Regions from separate parts of the Mus musculus genome. Here region 1 is linked to region 2. A link is a contact called in public targeted proximity ligation data. All regions are on one chromosome and are shown on one strand. The core of a region is the stretch at or near the end of the contact, and the rest is flanking DNA. Distances in the headings are between cores, read along the strand shown.

Region 1 (7,304 bases), core at 2,700-5,199, 390 kb before region 2:
TGGTGTAGGTGTGTATATAAGAATTTGTGTCTGTGTGTGTATGTGACTGTATGTGGGGGAGAATGTGTGTGTGACAGGGTATATGTGAGTGTGTATGTGTGTGCGTGTGTGAGACAGGGTATGTATGTGTGTAATAGGGTATGTGTTGTGACAGGGTGTGTATGAGTGTGTGTGTGTGTGTGTGTGTGTATGTGTGTGACAGGGTATGTGTGTGAGAGAAAGACAGGGTGTGTGTGACAAGGTGTATGTGAGTGTATTTGTATATGTGATAGTGTGTGACTGTGTGTGTGTGAAACTGTATGTGAGGGAGGATGTATGTGTGACAGTGTATAGCTACAGAAACTAAGCATTTACTGGTATGAAATAATTAACTTATTTAAAAGCAATTCTTTGTGCATATATAATTCTACCATTTATTAAAGACAAAAGAAAAATTTTATACTAGTGAGTTAGTTGTATTTAAAATTAATAGTTTTATGGTGAATGGCAGAGAACACCTCTCACATAAATATACAACACAAATTAGCAGAAGTATATTTAGGGGCACTTAAGAAATTTTTGGAAATTCTGTCCTAATAACAACCCAAAACTCATTGATAACTTTTTAATGAAACTCAAGCTAGCAATTAAATCAGCTTTAGAAATAAAATTTCTAATGCAACTAAATATAAAGTTATATGAATTTGACACATATTGAGGAAAAGTGGTAGAAAAATATTAAAAGTGTTTTTATATAGGCATGTAGTGGCTCACACCTTTAATCCTGGCACTTCTGAGGCAGGGGTAGGCAGATCATTGTGAGATCCAGACTGGCCAGGTTTACAGAGTGAGTTCCAAGACAGCTAGAGCTATGTAATGAGACTTTGTCTTATATTATTTGTATGACATAAGACCTTGTCTTGAAATATACTTTTAGAATTAAGTTATTCTATTTCAATGAGATAATAAGACTTTGTATGTACAATAAAAACACTGCAAGCCATAACACAGAATAGTCTCAACTTGGACCCAAGGTGTTTCTGCAGCATCCTTGACATTCAGTTATAGAAGAGCATGCACAGTGTAAAGTGACTGTGTTGTATGTCCAGACCATGCTTTAATGAAGTCATGTGATAACATGAATGAGAACTGCCATAAGCACCTTGCATTTGTTATATATGTATGTTTGAATTGATTATTGCTCATTGCATGTGCCAAGTTTTTTTTAATCCTCATTCATTTAAGCCACCTGTAGTTTAATAAGCTCTACAGATCTAGACTCTGTACAGGTAACTTCTGTGGGACTCTGACTTGGCTTCGTGATTGGCCCAGCATGTAAATGAGAACTCATTTAATTCTTTGGGTTACGACTTCCTCTTCCCTTGTATGGATAATACTATTCAGATTGCTGGTTTCAATTAAGCTCTTTTGCCATAAAAAGAGTCACACATTTTAGAGTTCAACTGTCTATGTTGTGTGACTTTGGGAAGTCACACGGATTTTCTGAACCTCAGTTCCTTCATGGACAAAATAAAGGCACTGCTTTCTGTCCTGGGCAAAGCTTGTAATTTGGAGAGGAGTTGAGGGGGACATTTATCACAGTGCTGGGCAGTGATGTGCAGTGATGTTGGCTGTCTGCAGTATCCAATATTGTAGCCTGTAACTACAGCATGTGAATGCTTTAAATATGGCTACTCAAATGGCCAAAGCAGGTCTGTCATGCTCACCTACAGACAGTAGACTACAAGTTTAATGAGCATTGCAGAAACCCATAACAGACCAAAATCCAAGAGTAAGCACTGCCTTAGATGAGATATCTATTTCACTCCCTCCAACACTCAGGGAACATCATGGAAGAGGGGGAGGAAGGAATATGAGAGACAGAGGGTGGGGGGAGGATCAACAAAACGTCAGACATAGCTGGTGCACTCGGGAACCCAGCATAGCTTGTATATTTGCTCAAATATGCACAAGATTGGTCCTGCCTACATTTCATTATGGATGAGAAGGAATCCACGATGCCCCCTTCTGAGGCACTATTGGGAGGTAATGGTTGCTATGGAAAGGGGTGCCATTTTCTTCAGTGGTGTAACTACCGGTCAGTTGACCTTTAATAAGTAACCTACGCTCATGCCTCATGCTCCCGCAAACAATTTCAATTAAGCTCAGGGGGCTCCACCCACACAAAGAAAACGAGAAAGTAGAGAGGAGACTTGTTGGAAAGAAAACGTCAGTAGGAAAGGAAGGGGAGGTAAGAGTAGAGAAAGGGGGATGGAATGTCTAAAGTTCATGATAGGTTCATATATATGCATGTATGAAATTGTCAGGGATGAAAAAAGAAAAAACTTACAATTTTATTGGGCATTATCTTATATATATATACCACATAGCATTTTAGATATTGAACATATATCTACTGATGAGAGAAACATAGTTCCCATATACTTAAGCCTAGCTGATAAAACAGAACTAGAATTTGCCAACTTCTCTGGAACATATTGTTTCACACTGGATCCTTCAACAAAGGATTGAATGGCTCTATGAAAGGAATAGTTAATAAGACACTTTTATGGACTGGCAATGGCTGCCCTCCCAGTACTCAGCAGGCATCATAAGTTGTGATTATCTGATGAATAAATCTGTACAGGAGCCGAGGAGGCTTCTAGAAAGAAAGGGATGGAGACTTCTCTATCTTTACTGTAGTCTCAGGACAACAATGGCCCAAAGAACTGTAGAAGAGAGAGAAGTTAAAGCTCTTGACTCAGGTTCCTTATGAGGGTCTAGTGTAGAAGGGGCAAATGGTGCAGCTGACGAGAAGGAAGGAAGCCCCTCTTTCCTCATCAGCCATGAAAGTTTAATGGGCTCTGCATGGGACTCTGCTCTAGCAAGGACTCAAGAGCTCTACACCACAGTGGCAGTGAATTAGTTATGGCATCCTCACATGCTACTTGCCATTGGTCTCTGTGCAAGACACATATGGCTGAAGAGGCAGGTGGGACTTCCTGTCGGCCACAGTTGTGTACATTCAACCCCTTACCCACTAGGCCCTCAGCATTGGCTCAGATAGGGCCCTCTGGTGGACTAACTTAGCTCCCTGGGAGGCTAGAAGAGGACCTTAGATCCCCTGGAGCTGGAGTTACAGGTGATCAGGAACTTCCTGATATGGATGCTGGGAATTGAACTCAAGTCCTCTGTAAGATGACTCTCTTAACTCAGGAGCCATTTCTCCAGCCTAATCATCATGGCTTTTCACACACATATACACTTCCATCATTGTATCTCCTTTCCGCTGTGCGGGTACCTTGTCCTTGTATTTATTTTTTTTTTAAGTCTAGAATCTATATATCAAAAGAAATATAATCTCTGTCTGCACCTTCTGAGTAGGGCTTAAAACGATGACCTCTAGCTTCATTTCTTCCCCTGAAAAATGACAGTATTTAATTTTTTCTTTAAGGCTACAAGGTGCTCTGTTATGCACACATATCACATTTTTTTAAAAAATTGTTTATCATTGATGGGAATCTGGCTGATTCTATAACTTGGCTACCATGAAGCTTGGAGGGCAAGCCAAACTCCTTCAGCCCTGGAACAAACTTCCCCTTAAAAAACAAAAAAACCAAAATAAAACAACACAAAACTTCAGCGTGGGTTCAGCTCACTGAAGACTGGACCATGTTCTTCTTGGAGTAGAATGTCCCCAGGGTAATCTCAAAACCCTTCTAGGCTTGAAGTGCTTCTCTGAAGACCCGCAGGCCACAGGCTTACATGGCTTGTAAGTCACTCACCTTCTTCCGTAATACAGCTTCCCCTAGATCCTCTTTCTCTGGATTATCACTATGGCCAGGAAGATCAAAGCGATGGTGCAGGCCGGGATGAAAACATGAAGTGGCCACGTTCTGGGGACTTTGGGTTCCATCCGACCTGGGTGAATGAGAGAACCGGAATCTCATCACAAGGTGGCCCCGAGACAGACTGAGGTGGCTTCCTGTGTGGTTTCTACCACGTGGAAATGAAGTTAAGCCTTCATTCCACATCTCTCTCAAGTAGAGGTTCTTTTCCTTTCACCTCCACCCAGTGAGGCAGCCTCTTCTTTGATCTCCACATTCACCCATGAAAGAAGAAAGGCTGAGAAATGTCCCCAAAGTTAGACAGCAGGTGATTCAGCTATGATGCAGTCCTTTTGTCGCTTTGTTGTTCCACCCACCCACCTATTCGTCATCTTTCTTTTTCCTCCCTCCCACCCTGTCTCTGTCGCTATCTCTACCTCCATCTCTCTTTTCTTCACCATCTGGATTTTCTCATTCAAGTAGAAAAAGTCCCTCAGCTCAAAAATGTATTTTCTCCCTCACTGATAAGAACTCAAGAGCCTAGACTCTGCACTGTTAGTTATTCAATTTTAAACACCAGCAAGGTCCTTTTGAAAGAGCAGAATATCCCCAATGGGCTGACATGTTAAATCCAGCCATTCAGATACAAGTTACCCCTTATCTTGTCTGAACTAACCAAGGTGCTGCCACTGACACATCCATTTAGTGAAGAGGCGATTTAATTTAAAGGCTGGGGAACAGCTTTGCAGAGCACTGGTACCTTCAGGCTGGCCAGATGGAGAGAAAAGAGGGCTACAGAGATGTTGAAAACATGGCAAAGAATAGGCACACAAGTTACCCTATGCCTATTTCTGCTGGCTGCTCTGCTCTTGACCTTCCCTCTACAGAGTATGGGACCATGGGAAAATCTGGCTAAGGAAGGATATATATATATAATCCAGAGTCACTTTAGAGCCAAGGAAGCCTCAGGGATGCTAATCTGTCTATGGTAATTGTTTCCAAGGAAGTAAAACAGCCAGGGTTTTAGATATAGATCTTCTTGATCCAAAACTCAAGCCCCAGAGCTATCATCTTTATCCAAGAGCATGTGAACGCTAGAACCAAAAAGATAAGGGCCAGTTTGGTAGATGTAGGGAGAGGAGCTGAATTGGTTCTTGATTGTGTCAATAAAGAAGGTGGAAGCTAATTGCTGGGTGAAGGGTAAAGGTAGAACTTCCGGGTCCAAGGAGGAGGAGGAGGAGGAGGAGGAGGAGGAGGAGGAGGAGGAGGAGGAGGAGGAGGAGGAAGAGGAGGAGGAGGAGGAGGAAGAGGAGGAGGAGGAAAGAGAAAGGAGTTTGTGGCCATGCTTGGGAACAATGAGATTCTGCTCCCAGCAATTATGCTATCTGACAAGTACTAAGTTAATAAAGCTGTCTAAGTCTCAGAGAGGTGGGCAGAGATAGAGAGAGGCAGTAGCTGGTGGCTAGCTGGGAAGGGCTGGGAGCATAATCGCAGCTCCTGGGAAAGGCACCAGCTGGCCATTGGCGGAGCTAAGCTGGGAAGAATGGGTTTTTCCGAGAGTGGGGATGGCGCAGCAGATCTGCCAAGGAGATAGCATATTTTTAAAATTACATGCAACAGGTAGAGGTGTGTTGCAAACCCTAACTGATCACACTGCTTTTTTTCTACTACATGCATGTTGCAAGGTAGTGCTGTGAGCCAGGCCCCTGCCTCAGCGTCTTTGGGAACCCTTGTTCTGTCCAGGTCTGCTCATAGATCCTTCCATGTATGGAATTTCTGCTTACCCTTGAAGACTTTAGTTTTCTTAGAATGCATTTGGAGGATAGAGTTGGCTCCTAAGCCACCACTCAGTCTGGTATGAAGCCCAGCACCACTGCAGGAGAGACTTAAGTCTCAGTTCCTAGGCTGAATTGACTAGTCTATGTTAGTTACCTTGTAGCAACCTGCTGGTTATTAATCTTACCTACTCCCTCTAGTAGCTACCATGTAGCAACCTGCTGGTAATCTTACCTGCTCCTTCCTTCCCAGTGCTAGGTTAATAGTTAGACATAGAGCTCTCTGAGGGGCTGCTTTTCTAGACCTCATCAGCACTTAAACATAGCCTGTAGTATAAACTAAATTCCGGCTAAGAGTGAATTCTCCAGATCTTGACTTAGAACATCAAAGTTCTCTTCTACTACTCTTTCCTCTCTGAAGGCAGGGATATAGATTTGGCAATGACCCTGATTTGACAATTTAACAGGGACGATATCCCGGAGAATGACAGAGTAACAATATGGAAATAACCTGGGTCATTGAATGACTTACGGAAGGTAGTTGTTTAGCTGCCTGAAGCGTTTTCTCTCTCTCTAAGTATTATGTAAAGAGAAATACACAGTTGTGTTGAGTCATTGCATGTTTGAGAATCTTCATTATGGCAGCATGGGTGACCTACATATTCTTTTCTATTATTTTAAGATAACTGCATTCCCTTTAACAATGATAAGATATGTGATGGAAAAAAATATCCATCCTATTCTTACCATAGCCCTATGCACTCAGAAAGAAGCCAGGAGTCTTGCTGGAGGTGACAAAGTGGCCTCCCTACTCCTTGTTAGTATCATATTTCATTTACCTACACAGTAACTTTTTAAGCATGTGTATCATCATTTACTGTAACTGTATACCTGTGAGACTGAGTTCCCAGAAGGCTCTGTAGGGTAGTCAAGTTCTAAAGCCAAGAGGCGGCAGAGATAGCATTTGAAAGTTTGAAGTCTGGCTTCAGAGTCCACGTTCTTTTCTAGCTCCTTACCTGAGCGGTCCCAAGAGGGCTTCACTTTTCTGCCAGCTCTACCAGGTATTTTACGGTTAATCCCATGACCTAGCCCAGTTACATATGCCAGTGAAAATGTAGCCACTGGCTGAGGACAGCCCTGTTTCTAAAGGAAAATGACCTGATGACTCCCTACCTGCTGACCAAAACTTAGTGCACTCAGTCTTCTGTTCTAGAGTGTCAGACATCCTCCACCTTCTGTTCTAGAGTGTCTGGCACCCTCTGCCTTCCTTCTGTTCTAGAGTGTCTGGCACCCTCTGCCTTCCTTCTGTTCTAGAGTGTCCGGCACCCTCTGCCTTCCTTCTGTTCTAGAGTGTCCGGCACCCTCTGCCTTCCTTCTGTTCTAGAGTGTCCGGCACCCTCTGCCTTCCTTCTGTTCTAGAGTGTCCGGCACCCTCTGCCTTCCTTCTGTTCTAGAGTGTCCGGCATCCTCTGCCTTCCTTCTGTTCTAGAGTAGCAGGCATCCTCTGCCTTCCTTCTGTTCTAGAGTGTCCGGCACCCTCTGCCTTCCTTCTGTTCTAGAGTGTCTGGCACCCTCTGCCTTCCTTCTGTTCTAGAGTGTCCGGCACCCTCTGCCTTCCTTCTGTTCTAGAGTGTCCGGCACCCTCTGCCTTCCTTCTGTTCTAGAGTGTCCGGCACCCTCTGCCTTCCTTCTGTTCTAGAGTGTCCGGCACCCTCTGCCTTCC
Region 2 (7,181 bases), core at 2,978-5,477:
GCACAAAATATGAAAAATATGAAAAAGACAGGAAATTCTGTGGAGTTTTCTTTGAAATGCTCTCTATGCAATCCCAGCTTGACTTCTAGAATTTTATGTCAACTGGAGAATGGTCAATAAAGGGAGATCAAGGGCTAGAGAGATGGCTCAGTGGTTAAGAGCACTGACTGCTTTTCCAGAGGTCCTGAGTTCAATTCCCAGCAACCACATGGTGGCTCAATCCATCTGTAATGGGATCTGATGCCCTCTTCTGGTGTGTCTGAAGACAGTGATAGTGTACTCAATACATTAAATAAATAATTTTTTTTAAAGGGAGACCAAAATCATGTTTTTCAGCCTCCTCATCTTTTTCTCTGATATGTGTCAGGTCCTCTTTGTTTGATGACTCAAATTAAAGTTCCTTAGCCTGATATGTATATTTAAAAAAAAATCTATTCACTGTTGGACATGGTGGCACACGTTTAATCCCAGCACTACTCGGGGCAGTGGTGAGAGAATCTCTGTGAGTTTCAGGATATAGAGCTCCAGGATGTCCCTGAGCTACATAAAGAGATCCTGTCTCAAAAATCCAAATGAAAACAAAACAGAAAGCCCACACCTGTTAACTTACCTCTTCTTGTAAGCCAGAGAGATTGAAGGGTGAACAACCAAGAATCGCTGTCCCACCGGGGCAGTCAGAGAACAAGGTGAAGAAGAATCACAATAAGATACATATGTAACAAGTGCCGGAAGGTCTTGAGCCAGAGCACTGCGGTAGGAATCCGAGGGACTGCCTACTTTGACTGCTGGGTGAGGTGCAGTGTGGAAAAGGCAGAGAGACAGCTTGGCCGGCAGCAGAAAAAGGCTGTCCAAACGCTCTAGGCAGCAGCTTAAACTACATGGAAGGGGGAAGAAGGTCATAGTGAAGAGAGAGCTGGGAGGCAGACCTGATTGGGCTGGCTGATGAACCGAATGGCCAGTGGGAGGAGCTGAACTGAAGATCACGCCCAGTCTTCTGACCACGCCCAGTGTTCTAGTAAACAATTTGAGCAAAAGGCAGTGCCAGTTACTGAGATAAGGAAGACAGAAGAGGAGCCGGGAACAGAAACCAAGGGCTTCATTGTTGTACCTTATAAGGAAGGGGCTGTCTCTGAATCTCAACAGTGCAAAGAGCTGTGAGGAGGGAGGCTCCCTGCGAGCCTTCTTTCCCTTAGGTCGTGGTCTCCCTGAGTTTCATCCGATTGCATCTGAGGCCTGCAGCTAAGACCACTGGCTTGGCTGTAACTGCCTATTTAACGGAGCACCAATACCTTTGAAAAGGGCCTTGATTTATGTATGACTGTGTTCTTTGTTCTGCTAACAAACAAACTATGCAGCTCCTAAGTGGGACTTGGATTTGGTATAACCTGAGTCTTTATTCCCAGGTCCTGGTCACTTCAGCACAAACTAGATCTACCGCCATTGAGGCAAGAGTTCTGTTTTTGTGTCAATTCTACGAAAATTCGAGAAAATCACAGCCAGGCACCGGTGTGATACAGCTCTGCTTCGTTCTGGTCCCATCTACTGTTCCTATCATATGTCACAGCACAGAAACCAGTTCAGGATCACACACTGCCTGGGGTTGTCATTTGTCCTTTAGTCTCCTTCAATCTGGAAAAGTCCTTAACTTTTTTTTTTCCTGGTCTTTCCTGACGTTGATCATTTTGAGACCACAGTTTGGAATTTTATCATGATTAGACTCTTGTGCTATATCTTTCTGTGAACCACTAAAGAAGCAAGCATGCTCTCAAAGGTCGGACCACTGAGCTTTGTACTTCAATGACATCATTAAGGTGACATCCACCAGACTTCTTGATTGTAAATCACTTTTTCTTTTGTAGTAAATGAACTTAGATACTATAAATCAAAACGTCTCTCTATTTCCTTATATGGCTTCATATAAATGTTGATTGTGAAGTACAAAGTCACTTCCGTTGATGTTCAGATTAACCCAGCTTTGGCCAGCAGGAAGAGTTGAGGCTAGTTTAAGCTAGTTTAAGCATCCCTCTCTCCGCACGGTCTTACTTTCTGGCACAAGATTTTCCAGGCTCATTTTTATTTTATTTTACTTACGGTACTGGTGATTTATTTATTTTTCTTTATTTTTACAATGCTGAGCTTGAACCAAGGGCTTCATGCGTGCTTGAAGATCTCCCACCCTGAACCATATCTCTGGCTCTTGTCTTATTTATTTATTTTAAGATTTATTTATTTAACATGAAAGAGTGTTCTTTCTGCATACACACCTGCATGCCGGAAGAGGGCATCAGATAGCATTACAAATGGTCCTGAGCTGGGAATTGGTTGCTGGGAATTGAACTCAGGACCTCTGGAAGGGCAATCAGTGCTCTTAACCTCTGAGCCACCTCTCCAGCCCCTGTTTTACTTTTCACTTTGAGACAAGGTCTCCTACTACAGTCCTGGAAGACCTTGTACTTGCAATCCTGCCTGAGCGCCCTGAAGAACCCAGCTACTTTTCTTAGTCTTACAGTCAGCCACTCGTTTAACCTAAGGGGTCTTGGTCCTTTTAAGGATTCTGTTTAGAAACCAGAACACAGCTGATCTCCCTCCCTTCCAGTGCAGAAAACTGGGGCTATGTGGACATGACCATGTAAGGACTCGGGCATTCCTCTAGATTTATTCCACACACACACAGTGGACTTGATGCTTCTGAGCTCAACCCCATGCAGCTTTCCCTAGAGTTTTCCCTAGAGTTGCATGTTAGCTCTTCAGGAATGGGAAGCTCTGCCCCCCATTAACTCAAACACATCTGTATGCAGTCTTCATGCCACTTGGGCTCCTATGCTCATACCAGACACCTCCAAACAGGACACCCCCCTACGAGTCAGTTTGGGTCACACTGGCTTCTGGTTGCCTGTTTTGCTTGGCTCCTATCTAACTGTATACCAGGTTATTCAAGGAAGAAAATGAGAAATTGTATCCGTTCTTTTGTTATTTTATAGTATTTGTTTTAAAAAAATTATCATACAAGGTATTAGTCATCACAGTATTTGTTTGTTTGTTTATTTTTGGGACAAGGTTTCTTTGTGTTGTCTTGGCTGTCCTGGAATTCACTCTGTAGACCAGGATGGCCTTGAACTCACAGAGATCCACTTGCCTCTGCTTCCCAAGGGCTGGGATTAAAGGCATGCACCACCACCACCGAGCCCTTAAAGCATTTAATTTAATAGATTCTCCTTTCCCTCCCCTCCCCTCCCCTCCCCTCCCCTCCCCTCCCCTCCCCTCCCTTCTCCCTCTCCCTCTCCTCCCCTTTCCACCCCTCCCCTCCCTGCTCTCCTCTCTTCTTTCCCAGGAACTCTATGCTATGGTGTGACCTAAACTGTGTGATTCCCTTGAATTACGCCCTCTTGTGCAAGGAGTCTGTGCTGTAGACTCCTTGCTTCCTCCTTCGAGTCCCAATTCTCTCTGCTTTGGGCTTGGAGCCTTGGGAAGACAGCAAGCACCTCAGGATGGTTCCTCCTTCAGGGCCCCTGGCTGAAGGTCTGCTGGCAGAAGAAACCAGTTCAGCCGGGGCCATGGTCTTGCCTGATAGTTGGCTGTTGGTTCAGGCCAGCCCTATCAGTCACTTGCACGCCGATGCCCTTTGGGGGAAGGGGAAGAGGCGTTGGCTACGGAGCCCCAGCCTTTAACTGTGGGCTGACTTCCCACGTCTCAAAAGACTGCCAAGACAGCCCTTCAGACAGCTTTGTGAGGGAAATGGTTTTAAAAGGTTAGTCCAATTAAACACCCATAAAGGAAACAGTAGATGACTAACAGAAATTACAGGCTAGCTACACTCTTACTGAAATGGCAGACTCATTTGTGTCTTTGAGTAATTTCATAACACACAGTGCTTGCTCATAGAGAATGAAAACTAGGACCATTAGGAGTGTCCATCCAGTCCTTTCATTACCTCCCAGGCCTTGTCAGGTTGCGTTCCCTGGCTTCTCTCATTCAAAGCACGCCATCAGAAACCAAATTACTCATACAAGTGAGAGTTACAGACAAAGTAAATACGTAAAAATATAATCCAATTGAGCTGCCTTTGAGGCTTGAATTTCCAGCAAAACATTTCCTGGGACGGCATTTACGTCGACTCAGCGCCACCTGCCGGTAGGTGGAATCTTAGCAACTGAATGTTCATTGGCCAGGCACGGCCACGTGGGTAGAGTGGGGGCGGGGCAGCTCATTCCGCCTATTCATTCTGAAAGCAGTCAGGTGTGTTGGTGAAGTGCCAGGCGCTGTGTCCTCAGTGAAAGGAATATCATCACTGCCCTGTCTAGTGCCGTACTTCTTAAAACTAGGCACAAGCCGGAATCATCCTGAGATGAAGTTCAGACTTTTAGACTCTCCTCTAAAAAGATTGTAGTTAATGGACTAGAATAGGTCCTGAGAACCTGTATTTTTAAACAGAATGGCTGACTCAGCAGTTCTCAACCTGTGGGTTGCGACCCCTTTGGGGATATTTCACAGGGGTTGCCTAAAATCGTCAGAAAACACAGATATTTACATTGCCATTCATAATAGTAGCAAAATTACAGCTATAAAGTAGCACAAAAAATATATATATATGGTCGTAGATCACCACAGCATGAAGAACTATATTAAAGGGTCACAACATTAGGAAGGGTAAAGACGACTCATCTAGGTGATTCTGAGGAACAGGAAATCCATGAGGAAAAAGTAAATATAGAGAAAAGCCGAAAAATCTGTAAAGGCAATGGGGCCTGGGACTCCCCTACTTCTGCAGGTAGCACGAGGAGCCACAGCCAGAGCAGTTGTAGGCAACTGAAGGCTTAGGTTTGATTACTAGTGTAAGATGGGGGTGTGAGTATGATATGAATGTTGTTGCCCTGCTTTTAACTATGGCTGCAGGTGAGCCCTGGGCTCCCATTCATGTCCTGGATTGACTTGGTTTTGAATATAAGAAACAGGTATAGGTCCTATAGGTCCCCTTCTCAGCATCCTTCTATCCCGTGGGTCCTGGGGGTTGAACCCAGGTCATCACTGCTGTCAGCAAGCGTCTTCATGCACCGAGCCGGACCCCTGGCCTTCTAAGTCCTTTTGTTTTGTATTGGTTTTGCTTTGCTGGGAATGAACATGGCTTTCCTGCTGAGCCCCAGACTAGCCCGTTCTTTATATGACATCACACCATGCCCACAGCTGATCTGATCCAGCCCCTGGAATTCCTTTTATATCTGTGTAACTTTCTCCACAGATATATGTCTGTGGGTGCTATTTGGAGTCAAAAACAGACTTTTTCTGGATGTCCACTCTTTGTCCCTAAGGGGCATGGAGAAACTTCTCACTCTGTTCTTCTGCTGTTGATACAAAACACAGTTCTTGCCTCAAATGGGATAGTTTATTCTGGAGCCAAATGTGGGTGACCACAGCCCAGGAACACAGATCCAAGCAGACCAGAAAGATAGATCCCACTGCAAAGGGCCACATGAGATGTATTAATTATGGAACAAAGTCATAAGTCAAGACAGTTACCAAATACACTGGTGGAGACAACAGTTAGGCAGGCTACAGCAAAGCAGGGAACCTTTGTTATAGGTCCCAGATGTGATCTGCTAACATCCTAACTTCTGGGTTGGTGGAAACTGGTGGTCTGTTAAGAATACATCCTGGGTCAGACACAGGGATGGGCAGTGCATGGCTTTCAAAGATATTTTGCTCGGGTCTGTAACAGTCTTTGTGTATGTGAGGATGTGTAGATGGGTGTGCTTGTGTGTGTGTGTGTTTATGTGTGTGTGTGTGTGTGTGTGTGTGTGTGTGTGTGTGTAAGGATGCCCTTATAAGTGCACAAAGGCCAGGCCAGCCGGGAGAGGTCAGGGGACAGGTGACTTCCTCATTTGCTCTCTGCCTTATTCCCTTAAGATAAAGGAACCTGAACCTGGAACTCTGGTTTTCACTAGGCTGGCTGGACAGCAGGCCCCAGGATCAACCAGTCTCCACGCCTCATTCCCCCTTCCTCAGTGCTGGGGTTGCAGGTGCCAGTGGCCATACCTGCTCTTTCAGTGGGTGCTAGGGATCTGAACTCAGGTCCTCTGGTTGTATATCTGCTGTTCTCCCACCCCCAGTCAGGCTCAGAGACATCTCCCCAGTGCCTGGTCCTCAACAGTTTCTCTCTCCAAGATCATTAGTTCTTCTTCAGTTTCAGTATATATGGTATACACAGGTATACAGGGATGTTTCTTACCTGTTTTCATAGGTCATAAATAGATCACTGTCCTAGTTAGGATTTTACTGCTGTGAACAGACACCATGACCAAGGCAACTCTTAAATAAGGACAACATTTAATTGGGGCTGGCCTACAGGTTCAGAGGTTCAGTCCATTGTCATCAAGGTGGGAGCAGGGCAGCCTCCAGGCAGGCATGGTGCAGGAGGAGCTGAGAGTTCTACATCTTCATCTGAAGGCTGCTAGCAGAATACCGGATTCCAGGAAGCTACGATGAGGGTCTTAAACCTTTGCCCACAGTGATACACCTATTCCAACAAGGCTACACTGTCTAATAGTGCCATGCCCTGGGCCAAGCATACGCAAACTGTCACAGTTACTCAGAGCCATCTACGATGAATAGATTTGGGGGTTCTCCCCCCACCCCCTCCCCAATTCTCCCATTGTCTCAAGCATTGTTCATTGAATTCTTTTGTTTTAAAGATGCTTTTGTTGTTGTTGTTTTATTTTGTTTTTTGTTTTTTCCAAGATTCTTTTCTTTCAGAAACAGGCTACATACATACTCTCTATGTAGCCCAGGCTAGCCTTGAGCTCTCAGTCTTCTTGCTTCAGTCACCCGAGTGCTAGTTACAAACCTGTACCAGCGTGCTGAGATCGCTAGAATATCTTTGAGAAGAGAGTCTTAGAAATGGGATTTCTGTATTAACAGATAGGTATCTATGAAATCGTACTTAAATATTGTCAAATCTCCCTCTCTGTGTATTGTACCATTTTTCATTTCCCTTAATAAAATATGAGCACGTGCTCTCCACTGCATTCTCTTCACACGGCGTCCTTCACTTCAGGTCTGTGCTAACCTGACGTAATTCACTGTGAGCGGCGGCAGGTCCACACTCCTGCTTTCTGTAGCCTGGGCAGTAGTGTTCAGAGGCCTCTCTCCTCCCAGGTAAAACTGCAGAAAACGATCTCAGAATGAGT

The links.
Region 1: a targeted proximity ligation map of regulatory T cells shows a contact between it and region 2, with 4 times the contacts expected there. A contact is called at or near these places in 2 of 484 Hi-C or Micro-C datasets (CD4 T cells and pre-pro-B cells) and 5 of 130 datasets of targeted methods (CD8 T cells, bone marrow-derived macrophages, memory CD8 T cells and 2 more).

The regions. Positions count from the first base shown.
Region 1 is chr19:29,451,061-29,458,364 of GRCm38.p6, reverse strand. It overlaps Pdcd1lg2 (programmed cell death 1 ligand 2), which reads right to left. Exons shown (of 6, transcript NM_021396.2): 5 at 3,765-3,900. The coding sequence ends at 3,788. Among named protein-coding and RNA genes, the nearest start is that of Pdcd1lg2, 44 kb to the right of the region's middle.
Region 2 is chr19:29,061,012-29,068,192 of GRCm38.p6, reverse strand. Gm9895 (predicted gene 9895) reads right to left here and starts at 892. Exons shown (of 2, transcript NR_045687.1): 1 at 611-892.